2 separate regions of the Mus musculus genome follow, and region 2 is linked to region 1. A link is a contact called in public Hi-C data. All regions are on one chromosome and are shown on one strand. The core of a region is the stretch at or near the end of the contact, and the rest is flanking DNA. Distances in the headings are between cores, read along the strand shown.

Region 1 (6,517 bases), core at 2,134-4,633:
AGACCTCACAAAGTAGGGTAGACATTGTACCCATCCGTCTTTGGGAGACAAACTGAGGCCCACAGAGGTACCATGAGTTGCTTAGGGACATGAGACCAGTATGCAACAGGACCTGTCATCTTCCGGCTGGAGTTTGGTGGCATGGGATTATTTCCTCTGGGGAATCAGAAACCCCAAGAGGCCCTGGGTCTGGACAACGACCTGAGGAAGGTTTGGGACTTAGATGGAGCACTAAGCATGGCTAATATCCCTGGCTGCTATGCAGAATAGGCTCAGGAATCTGAGGGCAAAGGTCAACCAGCGATGTCTGGACCTCCAGCAGCATAGAGATAGCCGCCGGGACCCACTTGGCAGCCAAGCGTATCAGCCTTGGTCTTAGCTGCCCACAGTTACCCATGAGTCACCGCAGGCAGCCTGGTATGTTCTGCCTGGGACATGTTGTTCCTTGGGGACCACAGTCTATAGCCCCATCATGACTGTGGCCATCCAGACCCAGCGAGTGGAAAAATGCAGTGGGCTGAGGGAGGTCCTCCTGGCACAACTGCATTCTGCCCATATTCACTCCGAGCCTCCCGCCAACCTCATGGGATCTGAGACGGTGGGTTTTTAAAAGCCAGCAAAGCATTCTGGGGCAACCCGAGGCCCTGGCCAGGAGAGTTCCATAGTCTGTCTTCAGGTTACAAAACCAGAGTATTGGGTGACATTGTTGAATGTGGTCTGGAAGGTGCCAGACATGATGCTCCAGCTGTCACATCTGGTCTGAACCATGTCATTGCTGTGTCAGTCCACTCTCCTAGCTGGGGAAACTGAGGTATCATGGGTTAAATAACATGAGCACCTTTAGGAAGCAGATCCTACATGAGTCTCTATAGCCCTGTAGCCCAGGCTGGCCTTGAACTTATGAGCCTTCTGCCCTAGCTTCCCAAATAGCTGGGACTCCAGGCCCACCATTGGCTTTCATAAGGAGTGACATGGCTCTGAGGGGCCCTGGGGCACAAGTCTAACCATCAGCTCAGAAAACAATGGCTTCTCTGGGTTTCCTTATTGGGCATGGTGGGGGGTCGCCTGTAGGAGGATGAGTGAACCCCAGACAGCTGCACTACTGGGAAGCCTTACCCCAACATTGATGTCGACTTTCTCACAGCTGCATAGAGGGAACCCCACGCCCCCAGCACGTGCACTCAGTTAACCATCCATGCTCTGTGTTAGCTACACCTCCCAAAGCTGTGAGAACACGAGGTCACGTGCAGCTTGGACAGCGGGAACACGGGGTCACATGCAGCTAGCTTCTTCAGAAACATGCACAGCTGGAGGGGAGGAGGGTGAAGGTGCAGCTGGAATCTCAGGTGGGGGTCTAATGGCCCTCTCCCGTGAGGGACAGTCAGCCAGGCAGGCTGTGAGGGTCTCTTCTGGGAAGTCCACGCCACTGTGATGAAAATGGTGGTGGCTGTCATGCTCAGAATCAGCTGCCCACAACTTCCTATCTGAACGCACACATGAGGGCTGATTGTCAGGTCTCTCTCTGAGAACAGAACCTCTAATTTATTCACTCTGTGTTGTATATTGCTAAAAATATGGAGCACCCACCTTTTTTGCAGCTGGGGGGCAGTGAGGTAAGTGGAAGTCACCAGAGGGGGCCTTGGTAAAGACTTCTATAGAGTGTCCCTGTCACTGGAAGCTCAGCCCTGGTGTCCCTTTGTCCTGCCTGAAATGCCAAGATGATGGCTGGAGCTATAGCATTCATCTTGGACAGTGATGTCACTGAGCATGGAGGCTCTGTGTGTGGGGTGATGACATCACATTGTGACATGAATGACATCACATTGGGAGATGAATGACATCACATTGGGACATGAATGACATCACATGGGGCATTAATGACATCACATTGGGAGATGAGTGACATCACATTGGGACATGAATGACATCACATTGGGAGATTAATGATATCACATTGGGACATTAATGACATAACATCAGGACATTAATGACATCACACTGGGACATTAAAGACATCATAGTCCTGCTGTGTCAGAACTAAAGTGCCTTCTAAGGAGAGGAAATGAGCTCTTTGAGGTAGTCTGTTAAAATCAACTCCACTGTGCAGAGGTCCATGTGGTGAGGACGTAAGGAAGATCCTTGAAGATGTTGGGCCCACTCCTGAGGAACTGAACCCTACCGGAGGCCACAGGAAGGAGCTAGGTCCCCCTCTGTCACTCCAGGAGGAGACACTGCCCTGGGAACCCCAGGACTGAAGACATGGCTGGGCCACACTTGGACCTTCCTTTTATGGATACAAAGAGAAACAAAATGAATGGCTTACCGCTACTGTGCTTGCTAGGGGATTTGTTACTCAAGGTTGGCCAGCCAGTACAGAAAGACAGGGCTGGCGCGTGTCAGCGCATGTCAGGAGGGAACGTGGTTCTGGGCCTCCATCCCATGATGACCTCACACACAGAATGCCGACTGGGGAATGTTTAGAATGTAAAGAGCAGGCACACAGTAGGTGCTCAAGAAATGCACACAGTAGGCATGTACTCCCCCAGAGTACAGTCAAGAGGTGAATTGTGGGCACTTAGGGCAGGGGGGGCTTCTCATGGCTTTGTCCTCAGAACTCTAGAAGCCTCAGCTGGCATTTCAGGGGTAGACGATGGTGGGGGGGGGTGGTTTGGGGGGGGGGGATAGCCTGCCCATGGCTCCAGGGATAGGCTACGGAACCGGAGGAGGCCCTGGGGACAGGGAGCATGTGGGCAGGCCTGGGGGGTCTCCTAGAAGGGGAGCCATGGGGCCAGCCCAGGGGCAGGGTGTGAGTGGGAGGAGAAAGGCAGCACGCGGGGACATCAGCCTCGGTGGTCAGGGGACGCATGGATGGATGAATGATAGTGCCTTTTTTTCCTGATGAGAAATACATATTGGGGACACCTGGGTAACCCTTCTCATCTGGAAAGCAGCGTGGAGGTAGCTGTGACCTTTAAATGAGAGACACTGCTTGATCACACCACCAACAAGACGAAGCAGGACGCATGCCCACCATCACTGACACCTATGACTGGTGTGCCACAAGTGACTTCTGTGTGATCTCTATGATACCTGTATTTCTGTGAGATCCTGGAGGCAGTCCTGGGTACCCCCAGGGCACAGGGGAGGTGTCTGCTCTGCCGACCGTTTCTCTCTGGCTGTGTCATGGAAAAGAAGAAACCACTCAAAGAAAGCGAGCCCCAGCTGGATGGCCTTCTCAAGTAGGCTGTGGCTGCCAGATGACAGGGTGCTCCTGTCAGAGACGGCCTCAGGGACAGCCTCTACCCATTCCCACACAGTCCTGAAACAAGACACCTCTTGAACTGATTAAGCTGTGGCCAGAGCATCATGACATCACTTGGGGTTTAGGTGTCCGTCTCGCCGCTGCAGGAGGATGGGTCCTGGTTTTGGAAGCGGGCAGGGGCTGGTAGCATGCCTGTGGGCTGGAGTCATCACGCTGCAATCAGGCTTAGTCAACTCATGCCACTGGTATTCAGGGTCCTGACGTAGATTCTAACCTGTCTCATATGTCCGGTGTCCTAGGCCAGTCACTGGGACTCATGCTCTTTTCTGATTGGCCAGTGCTGATGTGAATTTTTAGTGCCATTCCAAGTGTCCAGAGCAGCTGGGGGCAACTGGTCAGTTGGATACAGTGTGAGGTGGGATGTGTGAGTCCTATTATTCTCCCCTGCTAGGTAAAGGCCAAGGACTTGACCAGCAGCTTATGTGTCCGAGAGAAGGGTCACCCCAAGTACTGTGTGCATGGGGGATCCCCTTGCTCATGATTTGTTGCATGATGGTCCTATTGCGCCAGGAAGAGGAGGATGGGATGAGATGCTAAAGTCCCCTTGAGGTCCTCTTGAGGTGCCCTGGAAGATGCCGAGGTCCCTTGCAGACTCACATTCTAATGGAGGCTACAGCTTTTTAAAACCTTTTTTTTATTATTATTCTTTGTGAATTTCACATCATGCACCCCAATCCCACCCATCCCCCCATCCCTTCCTACCACCCTACTCCCTTGCATCCCCCCCCCCAAAAAAAGAAAGAAAATCTTATCCTGGGACCTCTAGTGTGCCACAGTGCGTCCCACAGTGTACCCTTGTGTCCACACTTCTTTGCTTGCAAACGTTCATCGCAATGAGTCTTTGGTCTGGTTCAAGGCCTCTGGCTTCTGCTACACCATCAACACCAGATCCTCACAGGGACTCCTCCCAGTTATCCTGTTGTTACCCTGTGCCATGGAGATCCTGCAGCTTTGCATCTGTAGGATCAGCCCGTTCACGAGCCCCAGCAGGTCATTCATGGGCTAGAAGTTGGTGTGGCTAACTCACAGCCCTGGATTTGGGGCCTGAGAAGTATCTGAGCTGGTCAGCCAGCCCGCTCTCCCACATCCATACCACCAGGGTGAGCTCTCCTGCACTGTCCCAGCTAACTCATCCACCCGGTGCCCTAGCTGGCAAGGGACAGAAACAGCTCTATCACTCTTCTACCCTTGGGGCTTGCTCACTGTAACAGGGCCAGCTTTGCTGTGCTGCCCAGGCAAGGTGCAGGGCCTGCAGCAGGTGAGGGGCAGGGCCCGCTCTCCTGCTCTCATGACCCCAGGGCCAGATCTCCCACCTGTTGCAGGTAGCAGGACGGTGGACATCTCCCCATTGCCCACACTGCCACAGGGCAGACAAGCGACAGGGCCATCCTCCCACACTCACACCCCCGGGGGCCCAGCTCATTCACAACTCCCACAACCAGAGACTACAGATTTTAAGAAGTGGTCTTAAAATGGTGGAGTTAAAGAGATACAGAGTAATTGTTAGAGTTGGGGAGTGGGGTCCCTTAAGACCGTAGTTATAGATGGCTGTGAGCTGCCATGCCAGTGCTGGGAATTGAACCCCATGTCCACTAGAAGAGCAGCCAGTGTTCTTAACCCCTGAGCCATCTCTCCAGCCCCTCAGGACACTTTTGGTTGCTATGCTGTATGGGTGAGCGTGTTCCTGACAAGAGCCAGGGTGAGCTGAGATACTGTGGGGCCCTCCATCCTGCCCAGGATGTCAGTGGCATTGAGGAAGGCAGATGGAGGTTCAAAGGAAACAGCTCGGTGGGAGGAGGGGAAGCAAATGGAGGGGGAGGGAAGGGGCCGATGGCTTGGAGGGCTAGCCTGGGTTTTGGACAGCCTTAGACCTCTGCTTCTGTTAGCATAGGAAGCTCCTTGAGGCTCGGATGGAAGAGGCTCATGCCCTGAGTGACTTGAACAGAGTCTCTCTGCTGTTGTGTGAGAGCCACTGGCACCATGAGGGCCCGATGGGGCCAGCAATCAGTGTGGGGGAGTGCTGATGGCAAATGAGAGGGGAGCAGAGTTCAGATCTGAGGTGTTGAGAAACTGGTTCCAGGGGATTTGCTGATGGAGATGGGGTTGAGGGAGGGAGGGAGGGAGAGGGAGAGGGAGAGAGAGAGAGAGAGAGCAAGCAGGTTTCAAAGGGGCAGCAGGAAGGGGCGTGGCTCATTCAGGGCCTCTGGTCCCTGTGAGGAGTGTGTGCTGTGATCTAAGTAGGACAGGAGTCACCACGGAAGTCAGGACAGGGTGTTAATGGGTGCCATGACATGGACCAGGACACTTATTCAGAAGTTTGGAGCTGATCTAAAAGCAGCCATCATCCCAGCGTAACTGTCACTTTCAGATTCCAGCCTTCACGGCTTCCAAACTGGCCGTGTTACATGTTCACGTGAGATTTCAATATGAAGAGTGACCAGGCTTCCAGAATCCTCCTCACAGGCGTGCTTCCTGTGCTGGGGGGCGGGGGGGGGGGTAAGCTAACCCTGGTAGCCCCTCCCGCCCCCACCCCAACACCACCCCCACCCACTGCCTCCACTGTTGAGAGAGTCTCAATCATCTCTTTTCTTTGAACTTGGATTCTATAAACGAGGTCCTGCTAGGACAAGGGGGCGTGCTCATGGGTGGGAGAAAAGGGGTTTCCGCACTTGGCTCCACGGTCCCTCACCACCCCATGCTTGGGAGTGTGGACTTCAGAATCCTGAGTGAGTCCGGCATCCGGACAAGTTCAAGGTGAGTGTGGAGGGAGGGTGGGTGCTGAGATGCTGCATCCTCAACTGGCACTCAGTGGATCCTAGAAAGCTGGGAACAAACCCAGGAGGGAAGTCCCTTTGAGTGTGAAGTCACTGCCATCCACTCGGCACAGAATGGAAGGACTCTCCGTGGGAAAGACAGCAGGGGACTCCGGAAGGGGTCCCTGGGGTTTTCCTGGCAGCACTCTCGTGGGCCGGAAGGGCAGCTGGGGTCATTTGTTGCTGTTCCTGTTGCCTGGGAAGAGCTCAGCCATTCCGCCATGGGTTAGATGCTCTCAACTTGGTGCTTGAGCCGACAGCATGTGAGCGAACAGTAAAAAAATGAGTGCCGGCAAATTTTGAGATTTTAAGTTTTCATTACCTAACAACACATGAACAGCTGGTAGGAAAGCAGGGTGCCAAGCCGAGAGAAACTGAGAGA
Region 2 (6,517 bases), core at 1,721-4,220, 160 kb after region 1:
GGTGAATAGGTGGATGGATTAGTGGGTAAATGAATAGGTGGGTAGATGGATAGTGGATAAAAGGAAGAGTCAATGGGTATATAAATGGATAGATGGGTGAGTGGATAGATAGATGGATGGGTAGATGGATGGATGGATGGATGAATATGTGGGTAATGGATAAAATGAAAGTTAATGGGTTGGTGGATGGATTGATCAATGGATGGGTGGTAAGGATGAGAGGAAATGCCAATGAACAGGTAATGGATAGATGGAAGAATGGATGGGTAGATAGGTAGGTAGGTGAGTCTATGAAGGGACAGGTGGGTAGGTGATGGGTGTGTCCATGAGGGGACAGATAGGTAGGTGATGGGTGTGTCCATGAGGGGACAGGTAGGTAGGTGATGGGAGTGTCCATGAGGGGACAGGTGAGTGGGTGAGTGGGTGTGCCCATGAGGGGACAGGTAGGTAGGTGATAGGTGGGTCTATGAAGGGACAGGTGGGTAGGTGATGGGAGTGTTCATGAGGGGACAGGTGGGTAGGTGATGGAAGTGTCCATGAGGGGACAGGTAGGTAGGTGATAGGTGGGTCCATGAGGGGACGGGTGGGTAGGTGATGGATGGGTTGAAAGGTAGGTGCATATGTAGATGGATGGGTGGATGGTGAACGGATGGAACAATTGAACCTGTGTGTTGTTGATGACCGTATTAGCAATCTCACACAGTAAACCTCTCAGTTTGAACTCTTAGGAGAACAGTTAATACACATTCTCTCTGTGAGTCAGCCCCAGCATTGCTTGCTTGAACTGAGGGTCCTCTGATATACTGGAGTCAAGATGGCAGCCAGGCAATGGGCCCCTGAAGCTTGCCAGTGGCCAGAGGGTCCTCTTCAAGGTGCCTCTCACCCTCACAACCCACCTGTCCTCCACGCTGCTTATGTGCATTCACAGCACGGCAACTGCTTCTCAATGAAGAGAAAGAACAGCCAAGTAGGCTGAGACTTAGCGGTCCCTCCTAGCATATCCTACTTCTTAGGGATGAGTCACTTAACCAAGCTCCTCCATTGCCTTTGGAACGGAAAAATGACCAGGGACTTACTTATCAGTGCCATTTCTCAACAGCAGCCCCTAGACAGACCTGAAAAAACACCCCTGACCCAGAGTATACACTGAGCATGCCTGTTAAGTGCAAACCTGGAACCGTCCAGACTGAACAATCAGACCTGCGCTGATAGGGACGGTAGTGAGGGTGACTGGGGGCAGATGTGCCCTATTGCATCTGAGATGTCTGCAAGGTTGGCGGGCACAGGCCCTTTCGATGCCAGTTATCTTGTCTGGGAACTAGAATTTAGGAGAGTTGGTCTTTTAGAATACCAGCATCCTGGCTGGGGGGGGGGGTGTATTAAATATTGCCTCTTATTTCTTTCTTGTTTAGCTGTGCTGAAGATGGAATTCATAAGGTTCAACATGCTAGGCTAATGTTCTACCACTGAGCCACACCCCAAGCCAGTTACCAAGGACCCTAGGCAGCTGTTCTGCCACTGAGCCACGCCCCCAGTTCCTCACTGGGAAATTGTAGACAAGCGCTAGCACCGAGCCACACCCCAAGGCTCTCACTGGAAGATTCTAAGCTGAGCTGCACCCCCCTCACCCTTTTTTACTATTTCTTCAGCCTAGTCCAGTGATTGACAAACACCTACAAATTCTAGCCCACTGACTGCTTTTATCAATCGCTTGTTGGAACACAGGTATGTGTTTGTGTACAGGCTGCCCGTTGCTGTTTTTGTGCGGCAGTAACAAAGTGGGAAAATAAACAGGTCGCAATGGGGCCCATGTGGTCAGAAACAAGCACTTACCAGCTGGCCCTTCCCAGAGTGCTCACTGACCCCTGGCTCCGGAGAGCTTAAAGCCCATTTAGATGCATCTGTTTTGAGGGCCGATCCATGCCAACTTCTTAATCTCCTCCTAAACCAGCCCAGCCCCAGCCCATGTGTGGACAGCAACTTCTCCCGGCAGGGGACAGATGTGGGCAGATCCAAGTCCTCCCACAGGATCCCACGGCAGCCCCATTTGGGAACCATTTAATGTGATCTTACATGTGCCTGCCCTTTGATGTCTAGGAGCACTGGGCCGCGCTGGGGGATAAAGAAAACGGACCCTTGAAGCGGAGAGGGACTGGCTGGGAACAAGACGGTAGTTTGTTTAACAGAAATTCTGTTTACCTACTTGAAACTTTTCTCCCTCCTTCACTTTCTTTACCCCCACTCCCCACCTCGTCACTTCAGATCAGCCTACCAACCCGGTTTTCGAACACTGGTTTTTATGTCAAGTGCCCATTCGGTGTGGGGCAGATACTATAAATTTGCACAAGAGCAAAATGAACTAAATGCAAGGTGGGAGGGTCCTGGGGAAGCCGTGGTCCACAGCTGCCTGCCTAGACTTAGGAAGTCCAGGCTTGGAGGAGGTGACCCGGCCATCTTCCTGACAGATGCCCGCTGAGGGGATTTGCCTCTTTGTGCAGTCACTGGTTTTAACTCAACCCCACGCCCCTCCTATAACCCCTGCTTCCAAGTTTACTAGGATAGGAGGCCTTTCCGAGGCCCTATCCTTCGGTCTTAGCGAATCAGAATCCAGAGTAGCTGTCTCCACCCACTGTGGTCTTAGCGAATCAGAATCCAGAGTGACTGGCTACAGCCAATAGGAATCATCCCTGAGACTAGGGACGAGCCTTATTCGGCACAAGATCATTTCACATGGAGGGGTTTATAAGTTTTGTTTATTGAGACAGGGTCTTCCTATGTAGCCAAGGATAATGTTGATTTCTCTGCTTCCAACTTCCCAGTTCCGATATTACAGACGTGGGCCTTGTTGCTAGGCAGAAAACATCCCTTGTCCACTTTTGACACTTTCCAGTGTCTGGCTGGAGGCCAGGGCCTCTGAGCCATGTGTCCTGGAGAGGAAGGGAGGAATATGCAGCGAATCCAGTGGTGATCTGTAACTGAGTCTCAGCACGAGCGCATCCGTACAAGTGTTGAGATGTATTCGTTATACATCACTATGTACATGAATGGCCCATTTAACTAGATACCCCGGGTTTTACCTAGGATCCGTACCAGCATGGACCATGTGTTCAAACTTGAACTCAAGCCCAGCCCAGTCCTTCAGCAAAGGCATTGGAGTTTCCAGGGCTATGCTACCTTCATGGTCCAGAGTGTCTAGTTCAGGACACAATGTGCTCTCGGCAGGGACTCGGTCCCAGCTATAAAGATCTAGGGTCCATGGGCTGAACAGATGGCTCAGCTGGTAAGAGCTCTGGCTGTTGTTCCAAATGATCTGGGTTCAAATCCCAGCACCCACATGGCAGCTCACAACTGTCTGCAACTCCAAGATCTGACACTCAGATACAGGCAAAACAGCAATACACATTAAAAAAAAAAAAAAAAAAAAAAAAAAGACTCAGGGCCTGGCCTCACAGTAGGAAATGTCTACATGGCCACCCTTGTGGCTTGGCTCTTAGAAGACCTCACAGGTGCAGCCCGCAAGCCTAAGTTCTAGCAGCCATGTACAGGGCAGGAGGGCCAAGAGAGGGCCTGACTCTCCCAAGCTAAGGCTTCCCACACAGCCCCTGGGGCCTCTGGCTGGAGGCCAGGGCCTCTGAGCCATGTGTCCTCAGGAGGAAGAGAGGAATCTGCAGGCAGCAGAACAGAGGACTCCTACCCCAGGCTGGGCACCGCCAGCCTCAGATAGCTTGGAGGAAGCTCAGGTCACCTGGGGCAGGTGCGTGCCTCCCATTCCCAGCTCCCTGACCTTTCCCAGGCCCTTGTCCCAGTGGCTCTTAGCTTCCTGGCTTCTGTTTTGTTTGGTTGTTTTTCTGGCTTTTTAAAACAGTTTCCTTTGTTGTTACCACTTAAAGTAAATAAATAAATAAAGCGAACGAACAAAGACACATCTGGAAGGCTTTGTGGAAAGCAGCACCAGCCCCTGAGGGCCGCCCCGCCCTCCACAGGGTCAGGGCGCTGCGGCCTGGGGTTCCCAACTGGCCCCCAAATGCGAGGTTCCTCTGTTCTCACAAAGGCCCAGCTTCCCCTGGAAGTGAGGAGAGCTCCGTCCTCCAGGGCTGCTTACACACCAGCCTGACCAAGAGGCAGGTAAATTCCTAGGACCTCACCTCCTGACCGGGGCAGTCGGTCCATCTCCCGTCGGGCTGGCCCTCTCTTTTCTACCCTGGAAGCCGATGTTCTCGATTGCATTTCCACCCCTGTCCTACCCCCAGTTCCTTCACTCCAGGTCGCCCCTCCCTCCTGCTACAGCTCAGACCGTAAGCCCACTCCCTACTGCTCAGCAACCATCTACGGCGCCCCATTTTCTCCTGCAGCTGGTAACTTTCAGCCTACTGGTGTCTATTATTTATATTTCCCAGCGTGCCTTTCTTCCTTTGGAGGGGTGGGGTGTAAACCACTTTCTGCAGGGTTCTTTTCTTTTTTTTTTTTAAAGATGTATTTATTATTATATCTAAGTACACTGTAGCTGTCTTCAGATGCACCAGAAGAGGGCATCAGATCTCATTACGGATGGTTGTGAGCCATCATGTGGTTGCTGGGATTTGAACTCAAGACCTTCGGAAGAGCAGTCAGTGCTTTTAACCACTGAGCCATCTCTCCAGCCCTCTGTGGGGTTCTTACAGGTATGGCACAGGGAATCTCAGGTATTTAACTCTGGGTTTGTGTGGTTTGGAGATCTACTCAAACAGGTCCAAAAGTGGCAGACTTCACTGAGTCAGGGCAGGAGCAGCAGAGGGTCACCTTGTCATCCCATGGGAAGAAGCCACTTAGGGAAACCCATTTAGAAGAACCAGATGGGGATGCCATTTCTAACTCCTCCCAAGTCCCTGGATACAGCCTCACCTGATAGCCAGAGGATTTCTGTTCTGGCATTTTCTCACACCTCTGAGAACATGGCTTCTTGACCAGTTAGTAGAAGCTGCCCTGTGTTCTGACCCCTGTGTCTTTCATGAAGCTGGGCCGGGGCCCATAGTGATCTTTTCATATGACAGATACTACACAATCTCACCCATTGACTATCTAGTTATAGACAGGGTCTCACACAGCCCAACCTGGACTTTTGATGCTCTTATTTCCACTTTCTGAGTGCTAAGAGCACAGGCCCGCACCATCAACCCAGTTTATGTGGTGCTTGAGGTGGAGGCAAACGCTCCACCAACCAAGCCCCACTCTTGGCTGACAAATCTTCCCTGAAGCCTCTCTGCCTGAGGTGGGCCCCTCTTCCTGAGGTGGGCCCCTCTGCCTGAGGTGGGCCCCTCTGCCTGAGAACAGCAAAGCTTGCTCTAATTTCCCTCCTTGTGGACAGGCCTTGGGTGGGTGAGCGACATCACTGTTCAGGCATCTGTTTGGACAGTGCCTCACCTAAACAGAAAGAAGAACCTTTGGGTCCCTCTGGACTCACAGCAACTCAGCCTAGTGCCTCAATGCGCATGCACTCCATGCCCTGACTTGAAGCAGGTGCCGTGCCTGCTGCAAGTTGGTTACCCTATCTTTTTGTATCAACATTCTGATATTCCTCTAGGGCCTGTTCCATCTCCCTTTCCCTGGGGGCTGAGGCAGAAGTACCTTCACCCCTCTGTGGCTTCTCAATGTCATGTGACCAGGAGCTGGCCAATTAGGATAATATGTTGCCCCATGATGGCTCGGGTTGGACATGTGAACAAGACCTATGAAACCACACCTAGAGCTTTTGCTGCTGCCACTGAAAGATGGACAAGCTCTAGTTGCAGATGGCGTGGGGGTGGGGCAGGACCCCAGAAAGCAGCAGATGTAAACACAGAGCCAGGAGGCAGTGGTACCCCTGACACAGCCATGCCTGAAGCTGGAAACAGCTTTTTGCAAAAACTAATAGACCCCCAGTGGTCCTGCCTTCCGTTGCCTGTACCGCTTTTGTCTGCTGACATATGCTCTAAGTCTTCATCCTTTTATGCTAATTCAGAACACACCCGGTGCCCATTAGCTGCTGCTATATCACATAACTGTGGGCAGGGCTGCTTCTCAGCCTTGTCACGAGCTCTCTCCTACACCCCAAACTCTTACTCCACCTCATACACATCCAAGTGAAGTCTCCTGCCAACATCTGGACCTCAGAACACCCCGGAGGTTCCCTTGAATGCATAAATTAAGTATCCTGTGCTTGTAACCCTTTAAACTGCAAATTCTACCAGACCAGATAGCATCAGGTTCTCAAGGGCCAGCAAGAGCCTCCCACATCCGCAGGTGCTCATCAGACAGCAATAAGCCTAATGAGAGCTCTCTGCAACTCAGGAACCAACTCCGGGGATGCGAAACCAGGTTTCTCAGCTTGGCTGAAGCAGGTGCGTGGAGAATGCGGCCCATTGGCTGATTTCAGAGACAATCAGCTTTGAGGAAGGCTTGGAGAGAGCCGGCCTGTTCCTGCAACTTCCCTGGACTGTTAGCATGTCGAACAAGATCAGAAAGCCCTACCCAATCGTGATTCATTCCCCAGGACCCTAAC

The links. A called contact is a pair of places that touch in the nucleus more often than the background predicts.
Region 2: a contact with region 1 is called in a Hi-C map of muscle stem cells, with 1.8 times the contacts expected there. The contact joins two enhancer-like sites. A contact is called at or near these places in 4 of 39 promoter capture datasets (hippocampal neurons, liver and stem cell-derived epiblast-like cells), 3 of 15 datasets of contacts at CTCF or cohesin (embryonic stem cells, hippocampal excitatory neurons and large pre-B cells), 108 of 484 Hi-C or Micro-C datasets (the 63-12 cell line, the AML12 cell line, B cells and 69 more), 24 of 115 datasets of contacts at active chromatin or transcription factors (the NIH/3T3 cell line, Th17 cells, astrocytes and 18 more) and 3 of 9 other capture datasets (adipose tissue, liver and pancreatic islet).

The regions. Positions count from the first base shown.
Region 1 is chr2:168,455,403-168,461,919 of GRCm38.p6, forward strand. No RefSeq gene overlaps it. Among named protein-coding and RNA genes, the nearest start is that of Gm33413, 19 kb to the left of the region's middle. Within about 2 kb of position 3,384, at least 32 of the 459 cell types and tissues checked have an H3K27ac peak or open chromatin away from gene starts, as enhancers often do. A contact at or near this core is called in muscle stem cells and myocytes, where this site is marked.
Region 2 is chr2:168,611,756-168,618,272 of GRCm38.p6, forward strand. No RefSeq gene overlaps it. Among named protein-coding and RNA genes, the nearest start is that of Gm52535, 10 kb to the left of the region's middle. Within about 2 kb of position 2,971, at least 24 of the 459 cell types and tissues checked have an H3K27ac peak or open chromatin away from gene starts, as enhancers often do. A contact at or near this core is called in muscle stem cells and myocytes, where this site is marked.